Linked DNA regions of Mus musculus: all the other regions are linked to region 1. Evidence: chromatin contacts called from public HiChIP or PLAC-seq and promoter capture Hi-C data. All regions are on one chromosome and are shown on one strand. Each heading gives the region's core, a stretch centred on a gene start, on an enhancer-like site or on the middle of the called end of the contact. The rest is flanking DNA. Distances are from core to core; before and after follow the strand shown.

Evidence for each region. Promoter capture Hi-C pulls out the DNA fragments that hold promoters and counts their contacts. HiChIP or PLAC-seq counts read pairs in DNA pulled down with a chosen protein or histone mark. Capture Hi-C pulls out chosen DNA fragments and counts their contacts.
Region 2: a contact with region 1 is called in an H3K4me3 HiChIP or PLAC-seq map of bone marrow-derived macrophages, with 2.4 times the contacts expected there. The contact joins the enhancer-like site here to the promoter of Pld2 in region 1. A contact is called at or near these places in 4 of 39 promoter capture datasets (the HPC-7 cell line, embryonic stem cells and liver), 2 of 484 Hi-C or Micro-C datasets (bone marrow-derived macrophages and nephron progenitors), 5 of 115 datasets of contacts at active chromatin or transcription factors (the 230-238 cell line, bone marrow-derived macrophages, embryonic stem cells and 1 more) and 2 of 9 other capture datasets (adipose tissue and liver).
Region 3: a contact with region 1 is called in a promoter capture Hi-C map of neural stem cells. The contact joins the promoter of Zfp3 here to the promoter of Pld2 in region 1. A contact is called at or near these places in 23 of 39 promoter capture datasets (the 3T3-L1 cell line, 3T3-L1-derived adipocytes, the C10 cell line and 14 more), 1 of 15 datasets of contacts at CTCF or cohesin (embryonic stem cells), 20 of 484 Hi-C or Micro-C datasets (the AML12 cell line, the G1E-ER4 cell line, the MC38 cell line and 10 more), 22 of 115 datasets of contacts at active chromatin or transcription factors (the 230-238 cell line, bone marrow-derived macrophages, cardiomyocytes and 11 more) and 4 of 9 other capture datasets (adipose tissue, embryonic stem cells, liver and 1 more).
Region 4: a contact with region 1 is called in a promoter capture Hi-C map of embryonic stem cells. The contact joins the promoter of Alox12e here to the promoter of Pld2 in region 1. A contact is called at or near these places in 1 of 39 promoter capture datasets (embryonic stem cells), 1 of 115 datasets of contacts at active chromatin or transcription factors (bone marrow-derived macrophages) and 2 of 9 other capture datasets (adipose tissue and pancreatic islet).
Region 5: a promoter capture Hi-C map of liver shows a contact between it and region 1, with 2.5 times the contacts expected there. The contact joins the enhancer-like site here to the promoter of Pld2 in region 1. A contact is called at or near these places in 20 of 39 promoter capture datasets (the 3T3-L1 cell line, 3T3-L1-derived adipocytes, the C10 cell line and 12 more), 1 of 15 datasets of contacts at CTCF or cohesin (embryonic stem cells), 16 of 484 Hi-C or Micro-C datasets (the AML12 cell line, the MC38 cell line, bone marrow-derived macrophages and 10 more), 16 of 115 datasets of contacts at active chromatin or transcription factors (the 230-238 cell line, bone marrow-derived macrophages, craniofacial prominence and 11 more) and 3 of 9 other capture datasets (adipose tissue, liver and pancreatic islet).
Region 6: a contact with region 1 is called in a promoter capture Hi-C map of liver. The contact joins the promoter of Kif1c here to the promoter of Pld2 in region 1. A contact is called at or near these places in 11 of 39 promoter capture datasets (the C10 cell line, the HPC-7 cell line, cranial neural crest and 8 more), 3 of 484 Hi-C or Micro-C datasets (bone marrow-derived macrophages, embryonic stem cells and nephron progenitors), 10 of 115 datasets of contacts at active chromatin or transcription factors (bone marrow-derived macrophages, cardiomyocytes, embryonic stem cells and 6 more) and 3 of 9 other capture datasets (adipose tissue, liver and pancreatic islet).

What each region holds. Positions count from the first base shown.
Region 1 is chr11:70,538,866-70,541,696 of GRCm38.p6, forward strand. It overlaps Pld2 (phospholipase D2), which reads left to right and starts at 1,407. Exons shown (of 25, transcript NM_008876.3): 1 at 1,407-1,749; 2 at 1,980-2,089; 3 at 2,198-2,328; 4 at 2,432-2,574. The coding sequence starts at 1,981.
Region 2 is chr11:70,788,150-70,790,980 of GRCm38.p6, forward strand. It overlaps Scimp (SLP adaptor and CSK interacting membrane protein), which reads right to left. Exons shown (of 5, transcript NM_001045526.2): 5 at 2,783-2,831. Among named protein-coding and RNA genes, the nearest start is that of Scimp, 23 kb to the right of the region's middle. Within about 2 kb of position 1,337, at least 82 of the 459 cell types and tissues checked have an H3K27ac peak or open chromatin away from gene starts, as enhancers often do. A contact at or near this core is called in bone marrow-derived macrophages, where this site is marked.
Region 3 is chr11:70,763,029-70,765,859 of GRCm38.p6, forward strand. Zfp3 (zinc finger protein 3) reads left to right here and starts at 1,419. Exons shown (of 2, transcript NM_177565.3): 1 at 1,419-1,521.
Region 4 is chr11:70,321,063-70,323,893 of GRCm38.p6, forward strand. It overlaps Alox12e (arachidonate lipoxygenase, epidermal), which reads right to left and starts at 1,468. Exons shown (of 14, transcript NM_145684.2): 1 at 1,260-1,468; 2 at 623-824; 3 at 370-451; 4 at 166-288; 5 at 1-77. The coding sequence starts at 1,394.
Region 5 is chr11:70,740,336-70,743,166 of GRCm38.p6, forward strand. No RefSeq gene overlaps it. Among named protein-coding and RNA genes, the nearest start is that of Gm12320, 13 kb to the right of the region's middle. Within about 2 kb of position 1,491, at least 5 of the 459 cell types and tissues checked have an H3K27ac peak or open chromatin away from gene starts, as enhancers often do. A contact at or near this core is called in intestinal villus epithelium and liver, where this site is marked.
Region 6 is chr11:70,699,148-70,701,978 of GRCm38.p6, forward strand. Kif1c (kinesin family member 1C) reads left to right here and starts at 1,401. Exons shown (of 23, transcript NM_153103.2): 1 at 1,401-1,562. It overlaps Inca1 (inhibitor of CDK, cyclin A1 interacting protein 1), which reads right to left and starts at 1,008. Exons shown (of 7, transcript NM_001252484.1): 1 at 911-1,008.

The sequences.
Region 1 (2,831 bases), core at 157-2,656:
TAATGAACCTCAGAACCTGTAAGCCAGCCCCAATTAAATGTTGTCCTTATGAGGGTTGCCTTTCATGGTGTCTGTTCACAGCAGTAAAACCCTAACTAAGACAATAGGAAATACAGTTAACGCTGTTAATATTCAGAGATGTACAATTAAGACTGCAGTGGTAAACCTTTCAGACCACTCTAATGGATAACAGGAAGGATCTATGGAATTGAATGTGCACCGTGCTATGGAGCAGCTACAACAGAAGTACCATACACTGGTTTTTAGAAATATAAAATAGAAGAGCCATTTTGGAAAGTTTTTGTATTTAATTGTTTTCTCTATTTTGGCTTTGTGTGTATAAATGTTTTGTGTGTGCAGTGGCCACAGAGGCAAGAAGAGAACATCAGATCCCCTGGGGACTGCTTGGTGAGCAGCCATGTGGGTGCTAGGAATCAGACTCAGGTCCTCAGCTCATGCACAGAGCCATCTCTCCAGCCCCGGGGTTTGTTTTTTCAGCAGTGTTTTGCTGTGTAGCCTCAGCTGGTCTCAATGCCCAAGCTTCACAATACTCTCTCCAATTCTCTGTGCTGCTGAGCTACAAACTGCCAAGCCCAGACCTCGACAGCAAACAGTAAGTTAAACATACACTTATATGACCCAGTAGTTCCACTCTAGTTGTTTACAGAAGAGGAATTAAAATAATAAGTCCACAAAAATGACTGGCACATAAATGTTTATTGGAGGTTCATTTCCAGTGAACAAAACCTAAAACAATTCAAATGATGATTCAGCGGAAATTTGGAAGGGAAAAAAAGGACAGCCTTTAGGATCTGGGGAAAAAAAGTTTTTTCCAGACTGAAATTTACAGGCGATTAGGTTCCAGGTTCCGAAATTGGTCTGTTATTGTCGCTCAGTGTCGGGCTAATCACTCCTGCGTTAAAAGAGCGTTTCAAGAATGAAGAATGCGATTTCTCATACAGCAACGAACTTGGCAGTCACTCGGCTTTTTATGCTCTTATTACCTTCCATCAACAAAGGCTATCTGTACCGGGCCCACCAAGGGGACATCTGCAGGTCCTCGCAACCCAGGCCGTTCTGCCCGGATTCCAGGCAGTGCTGGGGACCAGACTACCCAATGGCCGCGCGCGCGCGCGCGCGCAGTAGAGGAATGTGCACTACGTGGATCGCACACTGGGGGGTGCTGGACATAGCCAGCAGGTGCCCCGAGGGCAGCTGGAGGAAGAAGACAGCCCTGGGGAGTGGGCGGCCTCCGGAGTGGGCGGCCCGGGCCCGGGCGTCTCTAACGCAGGGCGGGCAGAGGACGGCGGGGGCGGGACCCAGTCGACGCGACAGTCGTGGAGGTGAGCCCTGGGGGCCTTCCCGCCCCCCGAGGGCAGGCTCTGAACCCCGGCCCCGCCCCGGCCCTCTGGGGTGTAGGCTCCTGGCTGAGTTCTGCCTGCTTGCGAACCCGCACGGGCGCCGGGGTCCGCATCCAGGGTGCGGGGGCCCGGGACGTGGCGCGGCTGAGGTCCGGAGCCCCGGGAACCGGGCGGGGACGCTGTCGGGCTGGAGCTGCAACGGCCTTCTGACTCAGCCGCTCGTCCAGATTTCGGGATCTCTCTCCTGGGCGGGGAGCGCGCAACTTCCTCATTCCCGCCCGGACCCTTGCTTCCAGCCAGTCTGACCTGACTTCGAGCCTCGCTGTCACCAGGGCTCCTCCCTTGGACTTAACCTCGCCCCAGTTCGAGGCCATCCCACCTTAGCTAGGTGCTTTTTTGGACCTGAATTTGGAATGAGAAGCGGGGCTGAGAGGCTCTGGTTGAAGGCTGGGGGAGGGAATGGAGGTTGCAGGGGTGGGTGTTAGAGGGGCGTCGGTCTACAACCCTAGACGTTGAGAGTCACTGAGTAAGACGGGAGAGGACCGACCGGGGGCGTTGGATGGGGAAGGGGTGTTTCTGTAGGGCGAGTCCCTTCCTGAGGCTTCCTCATATTCCTAGGATGACTGTAACCCAGAAGAACCTCTTTCCCTATGGGGACTATCTGAACTCCAGCCAGTTGCACATGGAGCCAGATGAGGTTGACACTCTGAGGGAAGGAGAGGATCCAGGTATAGAGGGAGATGGCTCCCAGAGAGGGGAGATAGGGATCTGAGGCCTCCTGAGATCTTTACACCCTTGGGTTGTTTTGTTTTTGTTTTGCTTTTTTCCCCTCCCAGCTGATCGAATGCATCCCTATCTGGCCATCTATGACCTTCAGCCTCTGAAAGCACACCCCTTGGTGTTCGCCCCTGGGGTCCCTGTTATAGCCCAGGTGGTGGGCACCGAAAGATACACCAGCGGATCCAAGGTCAGTCACCAGCGGATACCAGGGAAGGCGAGAGAGGGAGTCCTGGCCCAAGTGGAGGCCTGGGTTGGGCCAGAAGACATATTTTAGATTTTCATATCCCCAGGTGGGAACCTGTACTCTATATTCTGTTCGCTTGACGCATGGTGACTTTACCTGGACAACCAAGAAGAAGTTCCGACACTTTCAGGAGCTGCATCGGGACCTCCAGAGACACAAAGTCTTGATGAGTCTGCTCCCTTTGGCTCGGTGAGTAGAACTCGGTTGCTTCCCGTGAAAGGCAGGTACTTCTCACCCCATGGCAGCCTCACTCACTCCTGTCTGTCTGACTCTTATCCCCTGGGCATTTTCCTTCCTCAGCTCTGTGCCGTGCCCCCTCCCTTGTCCCTGGTTCCCAGGAAACTTTCCCTGCTTGGATCTCCTCCATAGTACTGTGCCAATATTTTAGCCAGGCTGGATGCCCAGAATTGTCCTTAGCAACCCCCTCCTCCCAGTTGTCTCCATTC
Region 2 (2,831 bases), core at 87-2,586, 250 kb after region 1:
GCCATCTCCCCAGTCCCTTAATTTTGTTTGTTTCATAAAGAAGACCAGACTGCAACTATTACCAAGGGCGCACCATGGAGGTACTGGAGAGATGACTCAGCAGTTATGAGCACTGACTTCCAGAGGTTCCGAGTTCAATCCCCACCAGCCACATGGAGGTCCACAGCTGTCTGTAGCTCCAGTCCCAGGGGACCTAACGCTGTCTTCTGAAGACACTGCACACATATGGTATGCATGCAGGCAAAACATCCATACATACAAAATAGATATAATTTTTAAAAAGGAGAAAACTATGGTTCTGTGATTTGAGGCATGAGTTTTCAAAACTGTTGAGGCAGCCATCCATGATCTGTTTCAAAATGATATGTCAGCACTATTGTGGTTACCATAGTTATCCAGGGAGTGAGCTCAGGATGGGCCCTACCTTCTTATTTCTGGACTCTTTTAAATCAGTGACTATGTAGCTGGTCACTTGGCTTGGGCTCTGCTGTGTGACTAGAATATACACTAAGGTCCTATGACGTCTTGATATGGTTAATGTTGTCACACAGATTGGCAGTAGAAAGCACAGTCTTAGTACATGAGCCTAGCTCAACTCACAACAAATTTATAAATGTCCAAAAACTTTTATTCTACTTTTTTGCTGGCAAATAAACTGGTTGTTATATTTCCCTGTGTGTTTGGCATTCAAAAATATATTTATTAAGTGCCTTCTGTGTGCGGGGGCTTATTATGGACACTGGGAAAATAGAAGCTCTCCCTTAAGGAGCCTCATATTCACATGGCTGCAACCCGGACTCATTTGAGAGAACAGCTTGAGAAAGGGTCTATCTCAGCTTGTGGTTCCAGTGAGTTCAGTTCATGGCTACCTGGCTTGTGTTTCTGGGCCCGTTGTGAGGCAGAACACGGAGGCCGTCTGAGTGCATAGGAGAAGTTTCTTCAGCACAGGGTAGCTAGGAAGCAGAAGGAAAGAGAGAAACAGACAAGAGAACCCCCAGGGCAGGACACAGCCCTTGACACACCCTGGCTACCGACTTCCTCCTGTTAGACCTCACCTTTTAATGTTTCTAGGCCCTCCCAAAATAGAACCACTAGCTGGACAACACATATCAACACATGGGCCTCCCAGTATAGGGAGAACAGAAAGTTTAGGGCCTGGAATTCATTCATTCATTCATCCATTCATTCATTCGATCATTGAGCATACTTACTGACCATCCTCAGCATGCTAGGAACAGGGAAAACAAGGAAGAAGAGAAGGCCTGTCTCTGCACTGGTGTTGCCTTTGTTCAACTGGAAATGAAAGTCACATGAGCAGATCGTTCCGGATATAAGAGTTATGAAGGGGAAGCACCTACAAAGGCCACCACCACATCGGGCCGGTGAGGAAAGCACAGTGCCTAAGATGCAAAGGAGGGGAGGAATATTGCGTATAGCAGGGACAAGAGAGACCACAGCAAAGGTACTTACAAGTAGAGGAAAAACACTGGGGAACATGGAGGTTGCCAGGAGGAGGTAGTGTGTGAAAAGTTAGCCAGTAATAAAATCCTGACAAATCTTGTAAGCCATATTTAAGAGTTTGGCCTCTGTCTGAGGCTAATAGGTAAAGATGAGCTTTTAGCAATGGGAAGAAGTATTCGGTTGCTCACTTTCAAAAATCACCAGCTGCCAATCAGTGTTTTGGAGTCTGAAATACCAGAGGCAGGACACTGGTTAGAGGTTCTTAAAGTTCTCTTTGGGAAGTGCTGGCCATGGGCTGACTGACCTCAGAGTGATGGAGACAGAGCTGATCTGACTGAGGCACAGTCAACAGGAGGTGGGGACACTGGCAATAAAGGATGCAAGAAAGGACCTAACTTCTGCCCTTAGCAAGGGAGGAAGTAATCTAGCACGAGAAGTCAGGGGTGGGGATGTGTCATCAGTTATCCATGGAATATGTTGAATTTGAGGATCCCGTGGGATAATCAGATGGAGGTGTCCTGCGGGCTCTGCAACCTGGAACTGGAAAAGAGGGGTTGAACTGGAGCCTGTGGTTGGGAAGTTGCTAGGGTAAAGGGGATGCTGAGCCCTGTGGTATTGGCAACATCACTCAGCAATGCTGAGAGGGAAAGAGGAAACAACAGCACCCCAGGAAAGATAGGATGGAAAAGTAAGGAATGACCACTAAAGATGTGATAGTGAAAGCTACAGAAGGGGCATTAAGCTCTGAACTCTCGTCTTGAGTACCCTGCTGGAGGGTGCTGGCTGGACACTTCCTGGGGCAATCTACTCTTCCTGGCACAGCCAACATACCCACTGCCAAAGAAAAGCTAGCTGGGGGCAGAAGTCAGAAGGCCACTTGAGTCCTCTGTTGATCATTAGAAATGGTGTCTGAAAACACAGGAAATAAACTTGTGTCAGAACTTGACTCTTTGATGGGTTTGGTCCACATTCTATAAATATCCTGGGGGTTGAGGTGTGAGTGGGTGGGGCAGCGTCACTTTCTCACCTTACAGACTCAAAGTGTCTGCGCATCACAAGAGCCCTCAGCTATAAAGACAAGTCATGGCTTCTAGGAGGTTCAGGGGTGGGTGGGGCCTGAGAGAAGGGAGACAGGCATCCTTAAGGTGTGGCCTACATAGGGATTGAGAGCTGGGAGGCTCCACACAATCAAACACCAAGACTATGATCCCTAGCAGTCTCTCAGCTTAGGGGTCTCAACCCCCTTAGGGGTCAAATATCAGATACCCTGAATATCAGATATTTACATTACAATTCGTAACAGTAGCAAAATTACAAGTATGAAGTAGCAACAAAATAATTTTATGGTTGAGGATCACCACAAATAAGGA
Region 3 (2,831 bases), core at 169-2,668, 220 kb after region 1:
GAGAGCTGCATCTTGTAGAAGCTGGAGGGGCAGAACAGTCCACGTCTTTCTTTATACCAGAAACAGAACTAGAGAAGTTGGTGTTTTCTTGCTCAGGTTTAGTTATTCCCTCCCTGTGCCCCCATCTCTCCCTTTGGGAATAGTCATGTGTATTCTGCACTGTTATATTTTGGAGCATCGGGATTACAGTTGCTCATGGGCTCTGGGGATTCGAACTCAGGTCCTTCCACTGCATGGCAAGTGCTTTAACTCCATGAGTCATCTCCCCAGCCCTTACCTCAGAACTAGTTACTCAAAACTAGTTACCCCCCCTGCCTTTTCTTCAAATGTCTTGTTTTTATTTCATTTATTTATTTTGTTTAACAGTACTAGGGGTTGAATTTAGGGCCTACCTAGCACATTCCAGGCAAGTGCTCGACCTCTAAGCCACACCCCCAGCCTCCTTTGCCTTTTCTCGGTTCAGATCTCCTTGTTTAGGTCTATTACAAAGACCATGGCTTCAGAAAAGACCTGATTCCTTACAAATGTTGCTTCAAACTGCACCACCTTCCCAGATAGCAACTGGAAGGAAGGACTGTTCAGTCTTATTTGTATCTAATGTTCACCTCTGGACCAGTCAGAAGGAAGGGGATAATGTGATTAGTCAAGCCAGGGCCACCACTGAGCATAATTAATTCAAGGCCAGTCCTAACTGCCTCAACCTCTCCCTCCCCCACACAGAGATCTACTTCACTGGGCTTGGTTGCTCACTTCAGCAGTTGGAAGGCTGAGGCAGGAGGATCACCACATTCATAGTCACATACGTGCTGTGCTAAAAGACCAAATTTATTCAAGAAGAGAGAAAGGCCAGCAAATAGTGCAGTTCCCATTGCCTGCGGAAAACGGAAATCACACTCAACCTTGAGTTTTTTGTCAAAGCATCACTCCCTGAAGCCTTCCTGACCTCAAAGCAGGCCTCCCCTCCCCCCTCGCTCCTAGAAGATGACAGGCGCACCCTAAATCTAGGAACCGGAGTTGACAGACTCTTGGAAAGCGGGAGGTGAGGCACAAACGCGGCTGCTCGACACGTCCCCGCGGGAAGCGTGGCGGAGTTTCGAGTTTTCCAGCCCACGGAAACGTCAGGGGCGCGCAGAGCGGCTGCTGCGGGGCGGAAGTGCATCCCCGGGGCCCGTCTAGGAAACCGGGAGGACCCTGCGCGTCAGTGGTCAAGGGACACAGTGGGTTTCGCGAGGTGCATGGGACATTCCAGCTAGCCGACCGGCCCTGTCCGACCGGGCGAAGATGGGGTGAATGTGGGCGAGAACGGCAGACGGGAAAGCTGAGACGGGCATGGGGGCGTGGGCTCGCTGGCCACCTGTTCCTCCCGCGAGTGCGGCTCGCGCGGATTGGCCGCAGTGCGCCCGGTACCGGAAGTGGCCGGCGTGGGTCGCCCGTGACACCAGACAACAGCTGCGGTTCTGTGCGCGCCGCGGTGCAGCGCCTCGGGCCCGGCGGAGGGAGCGTGGGCGGCATCCGCCAGCGGTGAGGCCTCTCTGGTTCCGTCGTGCCCGGGGGAGGAGGGCGCGGGGCTCCCGGCCTGGAGCTGGAGTTCTGACTGTAGGCCCGCCCCTGACTCGGGTTTGCTGTGTGACCTTGGACTTTATGGCATCGGGGGCTCCTACTCATTTGCACACGGAGAGGGTGGAGCCTGGGCACTGTCAGGGGCCCGATCCTAATTCTGCTTGCAGGCCTTGTCAGCCAGGGAAACTGGAGAAGCAGGCTCCGACACGGGCATGCCAAAGACCTATGCCTATTTTTCTTCTCTCTCTCTCTCTCTCTCATTTCATTCTCTAAGTATACTGCTAGAACGAATAGCAGGCAAAAATTGGGGGCCCCGTGGCATGTTGTGACCTGTGCTGGCAGGCAGGACATTGGCTTACTAAGGTTAAAGAAAGATGATAGAATTGGGACTAAAGAGAAGACACAGTAGTTCTTGCTGCTCTTCCAGAAGACCCTAGTTTGGTTCCCAGAACTCAAATCAGGCGCCTCGTATCATCTGTAACTCATGTGCACACACATCTATAACTCTGTAGCAACACACAACTACACATAGTTAAGAATAATAATAATAATCATAAATGAGACTGAATTGAGCACAGAATTGACAGAGTTCCCTTGATCCTGGATACCAAAGGAGGAAGATAAATAGTGTCTTGGGAGAAAGAACTTTTCTTGTTGTTGCCTTAGTTTGACTTTTTTTTTTTTTTTTGAGATAGGGTCTCCCTACATATCTCTGGCTAGTCTTGAACTCACTAGGTAGATCAGGTTGACTTAAGACTTTCAGAGATCCATCTGCTTCTGTCTTCCATGTGCTGATATTAAAGGTGTGGGTCATCGTGCTCGGCTAAGAACTTATTTTTATAAAACGTTGATACCAGTTATCTGTCAGACACTGCTCTGGTCTCTTTAGGGACAATGGTGAATGGAATCTTCAATTAACCTTTAAAACAACTGCAGACATTCACCCAGATAGCTCAGAAACCTCACTTAATGTTTTCCAGGTATCAGAAATGTGCTAAGCACTGAGGTTAACAAGATGAGTAGAATGTCATCCTTGGTCACATTGTAGAACAGTGGTGCTCAGCCTGTGAGGTGCAACCCCTCTGAGACTTGAATATCCCCTTTACAATATATACACTACCACTCGTAATGGCAAAATTATAATTATGAAGACGCAATGAAAATAATTTTATGGTCGGAGGTCACCACAACGTGTGTACTATGGGGTTGAAGTGGCACTAGGAAGGTTGAGAACCGCTGCCCTAGAGAAAAGCAAATGCATAATGCGGTGG
Region 4 (2,831 bases), core at 218-2,717, 220 kb before region 1:
ATACTTTCTGGTAATCTTCCAGCTTTTGTACACGACTTACAAAATCTAGAGTCCCCTTAATAGCAAAGTTCTTCAACCTGTGCAAAGAACACCGTGCAAGAAGATCAAGAAAGAGCCCACCTTACAGCTTAAGGCGAAACTGCGCAAACTCAACCAAGTACTCACTCTTTGACCAGAGAGAGGGAAAAATCTAAATCCTTATCCTTCATGAATCTCTGGTTCCGGGGGAGGTCCCGTTCAGTACTCCCTGCTATAGGCAGGATTAATCCCTCCTTCCAGGAGCCCCACCTGGGGAACAGATACGGAGCCTTACGTGAGACAGTGGGTTTGGAGGCTCTAGAGGGCGATCGACAGTTTTCTTGAACTCACCGATACACATTCCTTCTGTTCTCCAGCTCCTGCTCTCGATACTTCCTAAACAGGTTCTGAGTGTCATCAGTTACCTTCAGGGCTGGAAGAAGCAGACACAAAAGTGTGTCCTCTTAGGGCACCGCTCTGTGCCCTCCATCTCATCCTTTCTCGTCTCCCCCGCTCCCCTCTATCTCTAATCTTTTCTGTAATTTATTTCATAACAAGCCCAACGACCTCCTGCATCCTTCAGCGGCACCGCCAGAGTCCTCACCAGTGCCCTCGGTTAGGCAGATAGTCTCCTTGCCCTGCACCCAACTGTAGCAGGGGAAAAAGGCTTCTCCTTGGGTCCCAGGGCCCTGCACAGTGATGCTCTTGCAGAACCAGTCAGAATCCAATAGGCCTTTCTGTTTGCGCAGCTTCACCGCCAGGAGGCGCCCTAGATGCAAGGGGACGTCGACCTCCAGCTCTGTCTTCTGTGGGATAGGACACAGCTCCTAAGCAAGTCTGGGGTCCTCCGTGTGGGCAGCAGTGTCAGTGAGCCCTCGGAGAAGCTTGGCTTTGGCTCCAATTGCCCTTCTAAGAAGCACTCAAGGAAAGAGACCTGAACCGAGTGGCGTCGAGGAAGGAGCGGGGCGCTCTGCTGGGCTCCAGGCTCCTCTGTGCACCTGCAGCGCTCCCCAGTGTTGTCTCATCCCCGCCCCCTCTTTCTGCCCAGCCCCTCTCTCCTATTCCTTTCTCTGTCCCCTTTTCTCGCAGCCAGCCCACCTGCGCCTGCTATCACTCCCGGATCACCTTCTCAGTGGTTCTCTGGGATCAGGCTTCCTCCCCTCCCCACAGTTCCCAGAACCCCTGCAGAGTCTCAGATCCCCGGTTCTCCGCGAGAGCCCCACGTAGTGGCCGGCACTCACCCTTCCCAGCAGTGGCCGCAGCTGCTTCCCAAGGTCCGCCTCTCCATGCTCGCCCACCAGCCACAGATGCACCAGGTTGGCGGAGCCCGCAAAAACCGAGTCTCCAGTGGCTACGAGGATCTTGTACTTGACCATCTCGGCTGATCCTCTAGAGGGACCTGGGGGGAAACTGCTCTTAAGAGGATCTGAGAGGCTGCCTCCAGAGAGTCACACCTAGACCAGAGTTTGGTGTATTTGAATTGCCCCCGCCCACTCAGGTCCCTCCCCAACTAAGGAGCAGGTATCTGATTCTCACCTTCACTGTCTCTAGATGGTTTGCCAGCAGTTTCCAAAAATGCATCCCTACCTTGTTTTCTTGGCAAGGGCTTCATGCCCAGCCCTGAGCTAAGCACATCAGCTAGCTAAGTCTCACGCCCACCCAATTTTAGTGGAAAAAAAAAGCGCAGCAGGCAGTGATGACAGCAGTAGAAAGGCTTTGGGTGGGGCGCGCTTTTCCGTGGAAGTGAGCTTAGCATCTTGGCAAGGACCAAAGAGTTTTGTTGTTGTTTTTGTTGAGGACAGGTGCAGTAGAGGTGTTCATTGTTCAAACTGGAGAGCCCGAGGAGGGAGTTTGGAATTTCCCTATAGTCTGGAAGTTTCCATTGGACCTCCCTGAAACCTGATCTTTGAAGACAAAGCTTTAGGCTGAGCACCCATACTGTGGACAAACTGCAGGGAAGGGGACAGGGAAAGGAACAGGAGAGAGGACTCTCTTCAGGACTAAGTCTTCCCACCACATCTCCCAGAGTTCGGCCCCCCTTCCTCCTCAGAGCGAGTACAGGGGTATACCTCTCTGTCCTGTGACACTCCTGCCTCTGTCCAGGTGCTCCTGTGCTCCTGTGGACAAAAGTCCCTGAATCCACAATGGATTTTGCTTAAGAGCTAACTACTTAACTAACTGATCCCTTGCCTCGTGGTCGAAGAGTCCGTCAAAACATGCGGCTGAGAGCCGGGCGTGGTGCACGCCTTTAATCCCAGCACTCGGGAGGCAGAGGCAGGCGGATTTCTGAGTTCGAGGCCAGCCTGGTCTACAAAGTGAGTGCCAGGATAGCCAGGGCTTCACAGAGAAACCCTGTCTCGAAAAAAACAAAAACAAAAACAAAAACAACAAAACAAAACAAAACAAAACAAAAAAACATGCGACTGAGACCTGAATCTAAAAGTATAGATGTACTTTCTCAGACAAACGGGGGGGGGGGGGGGGGGAGGACACGGACTTGCCATTAGTTTATAGTGGAGCGGGTGCTTGAAGGATCTTGCAGAACAAACACTAAATGCAACTTGTCTAGTTCTTTACCAGTTTTCCCTCAGCCTTTCTTGTTGTTTGTTTTTGGAGACAGGCCCAACCCCTTTCTTGTGTTCCTTTCACTCCAGGACCCCTGCAGAGTCCCAGGTCCCCAGGTCTCTGTGAGCCCAGTTGTGGTCCTGCACTCGCCCTTCCCAGGAGAGCTGAGACAGCCCTGGTTGTCCTGGAACTCACTCTGTAGACCAGGCTGGTCTTGAACTCAGAGAGATCCATCTGCCTCTGCCTCT
Region 5 (2,831 bases), core at 241-2,740, 200 kb after region 1:
CAAATAGCTCCTGAGTCCGGAGTGGGCCTCGTGGCCCTACACACACATCTGCTGGGATTTGGAGTGGCTTGTGCAAGTTAGTTCAGTTAGTAGGAGTTTATGAGTGCTGCAGCCATTGTCATGCCCAGAACACAGCACTTCACAGCTCTCCTCCCTGGCTGCCAGCTCTCGTGGGTTTTTTCCTTCCTCTATTGCAATATATTCTCTGAGCCTCAGTTGGGGACACTACAGATGTCTCATTTAGGGCTAAGCACACACAGCCACTTCTCAGCCCGTGGGACAGTTATGAGTCTCTGTGTTAACCGCTGTCCACTGCACAAAGATGCTCTTCTGACCAAGGTAAAGAGTAGCACAAATCTATTCCTATAAACACAAATATTTTGAAGGCTGTTTGACAACAGAAACATTTCGCAACGTAATAGTGGGCTCCCTGCTAGGACCTATGGTTTCCTAGCTCTGGGCTTTTGACCATGTTTATAGCATCAGGCATGAACTCCCTCCTATGAAGCAGGCCCTAAACTGCTTTCATATCCAGTCTGAAAGCAGTGGTGACCCCAGGACTGTCAAGCCATGATTGCACCAGTGGGCACATATTGTGCCATGTAGCGACCAGTGCCAGGTAAAACCATAGCGATCTCTTTTCCACCTGCAGCCTGGCAGCTTCTGGCAGGATAAAAGCCAGCCAGGGAGCGCAGGGAGGAATAGCCAGGTTGGTTTCAGATTGGTTTTTCTTTGTCCTGAAAACAAAGTGTACGGTGTGTTTAGCAATACTATCCATCGCAATATACGGTGGACAGCCAAGAGGAGTGACAGTAGCCCGAGTTGTTGGAGGGATTAAAGAGAGTGTTAAATTTTTATCTGTTTTGCTGTTGTTGTTATTTTATTTTATTTTATTTTATTTTATTTTATTTTATTTTATTTTATTTTTCTTTTGAGACAGGATCTTCCTGTGGCACAGGCTATCTAAAACTTTGTGGCAACTCTCCTGCCTCAGCTTCACAAAGGCTGGAATGATAGGTGTGACACAATGTACGCCTTCCGCACCTGCCTTTTTGTCTTATTATCTTTTTTCATTCCATAATAAGACCTCATTGGACAAATGGACCCTTTGCCAATCTTCCCCTGAGCCTAGAGTGACTTGCATTTGTTCTCTGACAGAGCCCTTCTTTGAAGTCCTCCTCACATCCCACTTTCTTTTTTTTTTTTTAATTTTTATTAGGTATTTTCCTCATTTACATTTCCAATGCTATCGCAAAAGTCCCCCATACCCTCCCCGCCACATCCCACTTTCTAAGTGAAGCCTTCTTCATCATCATTAGCAGATATGGGTGACAGTTCTCTTTCCTCCTCTAAACTCCCACAGAAAGAATTCCTAGGCCTCTCGTAGGAAGCCATATTGTTCGGCTTTGCTGTTTACATATGAGCTATTGGCTGTCCTCTGAGAGCAAAGACCATATTTATTTGTGTAGTGCCCTTATTGCCTAATTTATGGCAGATGTTCAACTGTCTGTTGACTGAAAGAATGACTCCATTTGTATCAGGAAAGCACAGTGACCAGAGGCATAGACTCTGGGTTTCTTGCTAGAGCTGTGACTATGGACAAATGACTTGACTTTTCTGTGACAAAGTTTTCATAATGGTAAATAGAGATATGGGGACCTGCTTCAAGGTAGCAGTGGTCACTTAGCCCTGAGCTTAGCGCTTACGCATTTCATCTGCTCCACGGACAGAATGTGTTTGAGCAGCAATCGCTGTCCTCAGCCCTGAGACATTGCAAGTTCCGAGATTCTTTTCCTCTCTGAATTAGATTTCATCGTCCTCGTCTGAATCTTCCCTGACAGAGCCAGGACTGCTGAAATCCTTCCAGAAAGCTTTTATTATCCTCAGTATTTTTGTGTGTGTATGTGTGAGTGCCTGTGTGTGTGCCTGTACATCCTGGTGTCCACAGAGACCGGAAGCGTGTGCCGTTGGCTTCCCTGGCTGGAGCTAGAGCAACAGATGGTTATGAGCCACCATGTGGTTACTGGGAACTCAATCTGGGTCCTCTGGAAGAGCAGTTGGTACTTTTAACCACCAAGCCACCTCTCTAGCCTTGCTAGTTTGTTTTTGAGACAGGGTCTTACTATGTAGCCCCGGCTGGCCTCTAGTTTGTGATTTTCCTGTCTCAGTGTCCAAAGTGCTAAGATTACAAGTGTTAAGCCACCAAGTCCATGGGGGGGGGGGTGTGTCATACATTTTTAAATTCCACAGGGTGAGATGAATTAGCTCCATATGAAAGCACATGAGGGGCTGATGAGAGAGGAAGGGGAAGGGAGGGTAAACAGGCAGGGCCACAGGCAGCGCAGGGGAGAGAAACACTTTCTCTAAGGATGTCACCCGCACTAGGGCTCTGAAGTTCAATGCTGTGGAATTCCTCTTTCGGTTTCCCCTGTTTCAAGGTTGCCAGCTACAAGGGCATCTCTTCCTGATGCCTATGCAGGCCTGCAGGGACAGACAGGGAGCACTCCTCAGTGCTTCCTTTCACAGCGGGGATGAGCTATAGGCACTCATCTTGAGTGTCTTCCCAGGCACAGGCCTGTGAGGTGGGTCGCCCTTCTGTGTGGGCCAGGATGGGATGGAGAGGAGGCTGTGGGAGCAAGCTGTGCATGCCATTTAAGGGCATGTATGTTGTTTCTGTTCTGACAAGCAAACAGTATAATTTTCTGGTGATGACTGGATACTTAGGTGGCTTTAAGGAGGGGGGGGCATATTCCCACTTTCTACTAAACTGTACAGTGCTGAGACACTGCAGGTGTCTCACACGTGGAAGGAGCAGGGGAAAGAGAGGCTTG
Region 6 (2,831 bases), core at 151-2,650, 160 kb after region 1:
AAACAATAAACTGCCTGGTAAGTTAGGAGTGCATGTTGGCTGGCATAAAGGACAAAATCAGAAAATGTTACAAGCAAAGGTTATCCAAAGAGTGAGCCAGGCATAGTTTTGCAATCCTGTGACCCCAGCATTCAGGCAGCTAACACAGGGTTGAGTGTTTAAGGCTAGCCTGGGGGTAGGGGTTACAAAGAGAGACCCAGTCCATCACAAAACAAAATCAAGGGCAGCTAAACTGAGCTGAGAAATGTTGAGGAAGATTAAAAGCAAAAGGAGTATCTTGAAGTGGCAGATGGTCGAGAGTTGGGCTGTTTAGTGTGAGATCTAAAAAATGGATATCCTGAATTCGTAGGGGGTCTAGAACTAAAGGAGCAATGAGGAATTTGGATGGCTGTGCCTGAGTGGGTGACCTAGATCTAAGGGGTTTAAGGCAGCCAGACGGAATGGATAGTTGACCAGGGGATAGTCAAGACCTTGGCAGCAAGATACAACTAAGAGGGTGGATGGGCATCTGAAAGGTGTCGCCCTGGCTGAGGAGCCTGGTGTTGGGGTAGCCTTACTGGGGGGGGGGGTGGGGGGTGGGGGGGTGGAGAACTAGGTCTAAAGGGGCCAAGGCGACCTCTGGCAGGAAGACTGGGGTCTATAGCCAAATCTTTGGTAATAGGCAGGAAGGCAAAACTGGGGTGGTGAGCTTAGGGACATGGGCAAACCAGGCTGGACAGGCAGGGGTCTCCTTCACCGGCCCTGAGAAGGCAACAGCGGCCTAAGAGGCCACCTGAGCCTGAGGGGCTGACTGGGGCTGACTGGGGCTGACGGGCTGAGGCGGCGGTCCGGGAGTCAAACCAGAAGGCTATCTGAGAAGAGAGCGTCCGTGCGGCTATGTCGGCGACGTCTCTGCATTTGGCCCCATCACCTGAGGCAACTGCGAAGCGAGTTCTGGAACCTCAGGTCGGGCAGGAAGGAGCAGCTCCGTAGTGAGCCCGGTCGCCCCACTTGCCTGGCTCGCCTGAAGGCCGGGCCTGAGGGGGACCGCCTCCTGGGCGTGGTCTGCCATTAAGCCCCGCCCCCTAGGCGCGCCTCTGACGGCGACGACGTGCGCGGCTCCGGCCTAAGTCCCCTCCTGCGTCCGACCTCGCCTTTCCCGACTCCTCAGGAGCGCTAGTTTTCCCACGTTCTGGTGATTTGCTTTCCCTTAGTGTCCGCAACTCAGTTTCCCTGTCTCTGCCCGGCGAGCCCTACTGTCAGAGTGCACTGCCCCTTTAACTAGAGTGACCCGGGTGGCTCCTTCCCGGGACAGCGCGTGCCCGCTCGCCCGTCCGCGCGCGCGCCCGTCCGTCCGTCCCCCGCCCCTCGCTCCCGCCCCAGCTCGCGCTGCCCGGGCGGGCGCCGGCCGCTGGCGCCGCTTCTGCTGCCGCCCCCGGGGCGCGATCCGCCGCCCGCCGCCCGGGGACCCGGCGAGGGGCGGGGGCAGCCCCGAACTGGCCCCCGGTCTCTCCCTCGCCGGTCTTAGGCATCCCAGAAAGTTTGTCCCTTTGCTCTCCGCCGGGGAGTCCTGCCGCGACGAGGTGAGAGCCGGTGGGGGGCAGGGAGGGGACGCCCGCGGAGGAATGCGCTGTGGGGCGGGGAGCCGGAGTTCCGAGGTCCCGATTGCACGACCCGGCCAAGCGGGCTAGGCGCGAGAGCTCGGATCATGTGCTATTTATCCCGCGGAGGCGCAGAGAGGTGCCAGGCCCCGGGCAGCCGTCGGTTGGCTGGACTGGAGGACCAGGAACTCATGGCCGCCCAGAGAGGACAGGCGGGGGCTTGTTGGAGACCTGCCAGTGGGCAAGGTGCAGGTGACCCGAGACCCCCTTTGGAGTCGGTCTGCCCCACCTAGCCTCCTCCCCAGTGCGCCTTTAAAGCAGGACCTGCAGACCCTGCACCTACTCCCTATATCTTTACCCCGCTGTACCCTATTCTTGCCACCCAATTCCTTGTTTTCTTAGCTTCGGACGAGTCATATTGCCTGTCCACCCTGGTGCCCTTCCCTCCCCTAGTTAGGGTTTTGGGGGTCAGGACTAGTCTTCCTGAGCCAGTCTCTGTGATTTCGGCTACTCCCTTCCTGTGGTGGGATAAACCAGCCCCTTCACTCCTCCCCTGCTCTGCCTAGGAAGGCTGGGGAGGTGAGGCCCAAATAGCATGACAGAAATTGGCGGTCTTTGGGGGCTACAGGTGGGAGTGCAGCATCGTTGATCTCTTTCTTTTTTTCTTTTTCTTTTTGAAGTCTTCACCCTGCTATCCGTGGGCGTGGGCTGCTTAGACTCTCCTCCTAGGGTGTGGGCACCCGGATCACCCACATTCCTAGGCTGCAGCCTGGCACTTTCCCCAGGCTAGTGGACGCCATAGCACTAGCCCCAGGTTGGGTTAGGACCAACCTGTTTCCTTTTCCCTTGGCTTTCCTTTCATGAAGCCCCCCTCCTTGGGTGTAGCCCCCCCCCTGAAGATACAGGTATTCTGGGTCTCCCTGCGAGGAGTCCTGGGGGGGGTGTTGATATTATGCATACAGGATGACCCCACCCTCCCCTGCCCATTGTCCTGGATCCTGAGGAGGAAGTACTGGGGGCTGGGCAAGGGGTTTGGGGATCACCAGCAGGCCCTGTGAGTCCTTGTTACAGGCTGTTCCACTAGCCCTTGGACTTTGCCAATCAGTAGTGGCCCTGCCTCGTGTGGGGGTTGTCAGCTCTATGTGAGAATTGCCGACCCTGGAGAAGAATTACAGATTCCAGTTTTATGACTGGGTTTTTTTGTCTCCTCTTACCTGTCTGTCTTCTGGGTTTCCAGTTTGTGCTTTGGCC